Linked DNA regions of Zea mays: region 1 is linked to region 2. Evidence: chromatin contacts called from public Hi-C data. All regions are on one chromosome and are shown on one strand. Each heading gives the region's core, a stretch centred on a gene start, on an enhancer-like site or on the middle of the called end of the contact. The rest is flanking DNA. Distances are from core to core; before and after follow the strand shown. Region 1 holds the start of LOC100283864 (gibberellin receptor GID1L2). Region 2 holds the start of LOC100286130 (DNA-binding protein).

The links. Hi-C and Micro-C count contacts between places; a contact is called where the count stands out from the background.
Region 1: a contact with region 2 is called in a Hi-C map of bundle sheath, with 2.7 times the contacts expected there. The contact joins the promoter of LOC100283864 here to the promoter of LOC100286130 in region 2. A contact is called at or near these places in 2 of 25 Hi-C or Micro-C datasets (bundle sheath and tassel).

Annotation. Positions count from the first base shown.
Region 1 is chr6:121,822,863-121,826,474 of Zm-B73-REFERENCE-NAM-5.0, reverse strand. It overlaps LOC100283864 (gibberellin receptor GID1L2), which reads left to right and starts at 1,465. Exons shown (of 1, transcript NM_001156762.2): 1 at 1,465-2,717. The coding sequence starts at 1,537. The coding sequence ends at 2,514.
Region 2 is chr6:121,213,194-121,216,704 of Zm-B73-REFERENCE-NAM-5.0, reverse strand. It overlaps LOC100286130 (DNA-binding protein), which reads right to left and starts at 2,093. Exons shown (of 2, transcript NM_001159018.2): 1 at 1,851-2,093; 2 at 1-1,749. The coding sequence starts at 1,922. The coding sequence ends at 34.

The DNA of each region.
Region 1 (3,612 bases), core at 216-2,715, 610 kb before region 2:
TCGGATGGAAAAACCACCAAAATAAAAGTTGTAGGTCTTGAAATGTAATGAAACTTTGTAATTGACAACTTTTTGATTTTAAAAATCATCTTATCGTTGAAAAATTTGTGTGAAGTTTTCAAATTTGAAATTCAAATTTTGTAAATGGCCTCGGATGTAGAAACTATCAAAATATAACTTGTAGATCTTAAAAAAAATATGCAACTTTATAGTTGGTCACATTTTCAAATGAATTCATTTAGTGGTTTAAATAATCAAATTACTCTCGGTTTATTATAGACATAATTGATGTAGTAGTGTAGTGATATAGGAGGGTATACGCGAGAGAGAGGTTGCGAGTTCGAATCTCACCATTTACAAAACATGTAAATTTGATTCAAAATAATAGTGAAAATGATAGGGCGATGAGTATGATAGGTAGGGTCGGAGAGTTTGTTCCTATAATTTAAAAAAATGTTTTGCTGTTTTTTTGGATTTTTTATTCTTAATTTGACGAGTGCTTTTATTTGTTGAGTGCTTTTTGACACTTGGCAGAATCCTTTGTTGATTATTCTTTGTCGAGTGTTACACTCGGCAAAGCCTTTGCCGAGTGTCTAAGACACTCGGCAAAGAACACGATTCCGGTAGTGAATCTTCTATTCCATTTATTATACTGTAATAGATTACTAACAAAGCAAAACAGATTACAGGTTTTTTGGGGGCATCAATCTGATAAATTTGTATTTATACCCATGTTGTATGAGCTATTATCAGGAGGTAATTCTATTCAAATTGTATAAATGAGTTTGATTATTCATTTTCACATGTTTTCATATTTCAAACTGTTGCTGTTTGATCTGGTTGCCAGAAGTAGATGTCTGGGAGATAGGCTCCATCTTTTACGGAGTTGCTGAAAAACACTAGCGTTCAATTTGTGAGAGATACTGTAAACTGTAAAGCTTATGCACCCTTCTGATCACTTTAGAAGAGAACTTGGAGAACAATGCACCGCGGAATTGTTCATCTGAAAAGTGGCACTGTCGTTGAATATGATTTGGTGAATATAAATTCTACATGATCGCAATGGCTCTCAAGTTCAAGGCTTCCTGCTAGGAACAATTTTAAAGTAGTTTTCTATAATTCAATTTTTTCATATAAGACATGTTTATAGATATTTGTTTTTTTTAACAATGAGATATTGAGACTGAGGTACAAACAAAACACCACCCTTAGTCAGTAGCATTTTTGAAATTCATAATATGTTGCTTTTTTCGAAATGGAAAATATTCTGAACCACAATGGAAGGTAACACTTTTTTTTAGTTAGAAATGGAAAATCTTGTGAACCACATGGGAAACAAAACAAAAAAAAAACGCTTTGAAGTGCCGTTGTATACAAGTCAACTCTCACCAACCCTCACCTGCAGAGTGCAGACTGCAGTGCAGCCTTTGTATATCTTGGTGAGAAAGGCCTCCGGCTGATCTCGTCCGCCTCGCTGTGCCTGTGTTGTACTACTGCTACTGCTAGGTAGCCAACTCATTTCCTCCCCCAACCCAAATGGGCGACTCCACCGCCACCAACCCCTCCTCGCCGACCGCAGCCATGGATCCCGACTCCGAGGTCGTCTTCGACTTCCAGCCCTACCTCTGCCAGTACAAGAGCGGCCGCATTCACCGGCCCGGCGGCGCCCCCACCGTCCCCGCCGGCACGGACCCGGCCACCGGCGTCGTCTCCAAGGACATCCGCTCCGGCCCCGCCTCCGCGCGCGTCTACCTCCCTCCCGGCGCCACCGGCAAGATCCCGGTGATCGTCTACTTCCACGGCGGCGGCTTCGTGGTCGGCTCGCCGGCGCGGCCGGGCACGCACGGCTACCTCAACGACCTCGTCGCCCGCTCGGGCGCCATCGGCGTGTCCGTCTACTACCGCCTCGCGCCGGAGCACAAGCTGCCCGCCGCGTACGACGACGCGTGGGCGGCGCTGCGGTGGGCGGTGACGCTCGGCGGCGAGGACCCGTGGCTGCTGGAGCACGCCGACCTGTCCCGCGTGTTCCTGGCGGGCTGCAGCGCCGGCGCCAACATCGCGCACGACACGGCCGTGCGAGCCTCCGCCGCCGGCGTGGCCATCCGCGGGCTCGCCCTAGTGCACCCGTACTTCACTGGCAGGGAGGCCGTGGGCGGCGAGACGGCGGCGTTCGGCCCCGAGATCCGGCCGTCCATGGACCGGACTTGGCGGTTCGTGGTCTCGGACACGGTGGGGCTGGACGACCCGCGCGTGAACCCGTTCGTGGACGACGCGGCGCGCAAGGCCTCCGCCGGGATCCCGTGCCAGCGCGTGCTGGTGTGTGTGGCCGAGAACGACTTCCTGCTCAAGGAGCGCGCGCTGTGGTACCACCGGGAGATCAAGGCCAGTGGCTACGCCGGCGAGGTCGAGCTGTTCGAGTCTAAGGGCGTCGGCCACGCGTTCCACTTCGACATGCTGGACTCGGAGCAGGGCGTCGCACTACAGGAGCGGATCGTGGCTTTCATAAATAAATGAAAACCGAGACGATAAATAAGAGTTTTCTTTTTTTTGTCCACTATCGATTCACGGAGTAAATCGATTGTTTGGTTTGGTCCATTTTATCCGCTGTCGGTCCACGGAGTAATTCGTTGTCTCGTTTTTTGTTAGAACAATTTGTATCGATTCACAGAGCTATCAGTGCGGTGATTGATCACCAGCGGTATGTAACTCCATTCCTGTTACCATTTAGAATGCTGAACCAAACAACACCATAACCAATATTAGAGCATTTCAAAAAAAAAAAACACACACACACAGAGTCTTTCCAAAACCAATATTGGAGACGAAACACTATTTTTATTACTCCAACAGCCTCCTTCCCTCCCCTGCTTTTTTTCACGTCCCGCATTCAAGGCTAGCCGTGTCACAGATATGCGCGAGAAGAATTCTGGGTTCCCGCGTTATTTAGTCCTTTGTGTAGTTTTTTTTGTTGGTTACGGAAAGGTGGGAAGCGTCGATGGTCTGTGGCGATGGAGGAGGAGGATGTGGTAGTGTACTAGTGTCCAAGGACGTCGGTCCTTTGTGCAATTTTTGTTGGTTGCGGAAAGCTGGAAGCATCGATGGAGGCGGGAGGTTTATGCAGCAACGGAGGAGGTGGTCGTGTCCAAGAACGTCGCCATCGACGCGCTGTCAGCAGCAAAGGACCGTATGCTTGTGCAAGCCAAGGAATGCAGCAGCAAGACCGAAGACGGGAAGATGAACGAGAAAGGTGCAGGGCGAATCTGGCTTGGGCCGTCGGGTCTCCAGGCCCAACAGTTGTTACCTATCGAATATATGGTCCATGTAAGCCTGTCTAAGAGGGAGAAGAGGATATTAACTCTGGTTGTTGCCACGATATGGAAACTATGGAAAAGACGTGTGTATTCTCCTACCTTCTTCTTCCTCAAGCAATATTCCTTCCGTAGCGTAGCCATAGTAGCAATAGCTAACAATTGGTATCGGCTTGGTTCCTTCTGGGGCTGGCGTACTACACGCGCCGCGCGAAAAATGTACGGCACCTCCGATCCCAGTCTCGCCGAGGCGCAAGCCAAATCCATGGCGACTCAGTCGTGCCTGCTCCAGCAGATCTCCGAC
Region 2 (3,511 bases), core at 844-3,343:
CCATGGGAGCAATGGCTACCTCCTCAGTTGACACTACCAAACCACACCATGAGTATCTGCTTTCTTCCCTGACACAAGATCCCCATCCTTTTGAGGCCCATCTTCTGTCAAGTCCCTAGACACCTCAAGTGCAGTTTTCACAGACTCAGTTTCAAAAGGCCTGGCCTTCCTTGGCCTCCCAGGCCCTCTCTTAATCCCCTTTAATGCAGTATCCCTGGTTCCTGCAGACCACCCTGCCGATGGATTCTTCTTTCTTGGCCTCCCACGCCCTCGCTTCTCCACCGATGCAGCAACTTGGGTTTCTGCAGTTTCAGTTTCCAATGGCCTCTTTCTAGGTCGCCCACGACTCCTCTTCTCCATCAAAGGAGTAGTAGCAAGGGATTGCAAAATCATAGCTTCAACTTCATTTTGCACAGGCCCAGTTTGGTCTACAGCTTGTGCAGGCAGAGCTTCATGCCGACCCTCAGTCATCTGTGCAACTTTCAAGTCCCCAGTTTCAGATGTCTTCTCCTTTCTTGGCCTCCCACGCTTAGCAGCCCCTGCTTTTGCAGTTTCGATTTCCAACGGCCTCTTTCTAGGACGACCGCGGCCTCTCTTCTCTGTCAAAGGAGTACCCAAGGATTGCAAATCCCTATCTTCTACTTCATTTTGGACAGCCCCAGCTTGGTCTGCAGTCAGAGCTTCACGTTGACCCTCAGTCATCTGCGAGGCTTTCATGCGGCCACTTTCCAATGCCTTCTCCTTTCTGGGCCTCCCACGCCCTCTCTTAGTCAATGAAGCATCCACGGACTGCACAGATTCAGGTTGCATCTTCTCTTTCCCAGCAACCACAACCTTAGGTGGGCGCCCTCTTCCCCGCTTCGCACCAACCAAACTGTTACTAGAAGCAGATATGTTCATGGAGGAACCACGCAAAGCACTGATATCAACAGCAACCTTGGGCAGCCGGACAGTCTCACTCTTACCACTGTGGGACATGGTAGCAGGTGTCGGTGAGAGAGGAGTGGTATTCCTCTGTGGTTGTCCACCAGCAGGTCCCTTCTCAGCTCCCACCAACGGCGCCACAGCGGGGTAGGCACTCTTGCGCGGGCGTCCGCGGCCACGCTTGACCCCAGACGGAGGTGGTAGAACAACAGCTCCCAGCAGCTCGGAAAAGGAGGAACGCACAGGGACAAGGGCCTTCCGAGGACGTGCACGGCCCGTCTTGATCCCAGATGGAGGCGGTGGATCAATCCCTCCCAGCAGTGGCGAAGAAGAGGAAGGCGGAGGGACAAGGGCGTCCTTCCGAGGGCGTCCACGCCCCCTCTTGACCCCAGATGGAGGCGGCGGAACACTTGCTCCCTGTAGCGGCGAAGGGGAGGGGGAGGAAGCCACCGGGTCCTGGGCGCTCTTGCGTTTGCGTGGGCGTCCACGCCCTCGCTTGGCGTCCTGAAACGCCGGGATCGAAGCGGAAGGGGCTGAATCTGCGTACTTGCGAGGCCGCCCCCGACCACGCTTCTGCCCCGGAGCAGGGTTGGGGTTGGGCGGGATGTTGGAGCCTCGCCCCTGCCGCTGAGCGGCGGTGGAGACGAAGTAGTTGCCAGAGACGAGGCGAAGTTGGCCATGGGACTTGAGGCTGCGGAGATGGACGGAGAGGAGGGCATCGTGGCGCGAGTGGAGGCCGGAGAAGTGGTCGGCGATGTAGGTGGCGATGGCGCTGCGGCTCGACCCGCTCGGGTCCCGCAGCTCCGTCAGCGCCTGCATGATCATCTGCGGGCGCATCCAACCCAAATCATCGATCGAGATGCAGCAGCAAGATTCAATATTCACTCCAACGAACCGAGGAGGGAGACGGGGAGCGGCTATATTACCTCCTTGTATGTCGGATGGGGACGGCCGGCGGAGGGTGCCGCCGACGAAGGCGACGCGACGGCGGCCACCATTTCGTCTTGCCTCCGCTACTGCTGTTTCTTTTCTCTCGTTTTTCCCCCTACTACAATACTGGGGATTGGTGAATGGGGAATTGGGGATCTCCTGACTGCGTGAGGGATAGGGAAGCGGGGAGAGGGTGGGTGATGCGGGTAGGCGAAGCCCCCCGATGCCGACAAGGGCATCAAACCAGGTTCGTTGGATGCAGCACGTGCAAATCGGTGCCCGTAGCCTGGCGTTTGCGTTTCCCGCGAGCCTCGCGCGCCCGCTTGGCCTGTGCATGAGGTGAGGTGAGGTGAGGTGAGGTGAAGGTGAGACTCATTAGACTGAAAAATATATGTATATGATAAATTTAAAATAAGGAATAAGATATAAGATAAAATATAATATTCTGCTGGAGATAGTCTGTTTGTGGGGAATACGGATGGCTCCAAACTGAATCAGAATTGTTAGGAAAGCGTAAACGATATAAGTTAGAGTATTTTCTATTTATGCTATTATAAAAATTTATAGTTTATATAAAGTGTTGAGCACCAAAATTGAGTGCGGACGGCTCTAAGGTCGGACTGTCCACCGTAGCGGCCAGGACCATCCGCGTGTGCGCGGAATCAGTTAGGGTTTCAGATTTCTTATTGAGAGCGGACGATGTTCGATAGCGGAGTTGATGTTATGGTCGGTGTGACGAACCGTAATGATGGAGTGCATTCTATCGAGATTTTATATAGTGTGCGACCACTGACACATTGCTTTCTTCCAAAAGAAGGTGCATCTTGTTGGCTGGTTTCTCAACAGTCAAACAAACTGGCACTAAAATACCACAGAGATATGGGATGGGATAGGGGCCTGCTAGAGATAGCCTTAAAAAACCCCACGCGTTGGTCGTAAACAAATTGATCGAGCAATTAAATTTAGATGAAAAATAGATTAGGAAGAAAATGTGGACGATGTTGGGGAGGAGTATTGTACTCCCTCCGTTTCGTTTTAGTTGTCGCTGGATAGTACAAAATTGAACTATCCAACGACAACTAAAAAGAAACAGGGGAGTATCATTTTTTAAGAACTATGTAACTTTTTCATTTTTTTTCATTCTTTTTTTGACTTCTGTAGTTTTTTTCTTCATCACGTGGTCAGGTGATTTTTTTTTCCTAAACAAAATGTCATGTTTCGTTTTAAATAAAAATTTCTAAAATAAAAGTTGATGGAGCGATGATATAGGTGTAGGTTGCTGATAAAGGCTATGCACAGAAGAGCTGACCACGATTGATAGCGCAGTTGATATTATGGTTAGTAGCTCATGTGATGAACGGTAAGGATAAATGTATTGTAGGGGCGGACCTAGTGAGGGCACAGGCCCTCGCTCATTTCTTTGTTGTAAGTAGTGTAGTCTAAAATTTTACATAAGGTTCCATGCTCAGTCAAGTATAGATAACATCACTTTGATGTTTGGATGCTCGTCTTTATAAGTGTGTCCTCGCTCTTATTTTGTTCTGGATCCGCTCGTGTATGTTGTATCATGCTTTTAGATAGCGTGCGGGCACTTGCTTCGTTCCAAAAGAAGGTGCATCTTGTTGACCAGTTTCTCAATCATGCAAGCAAACAAACT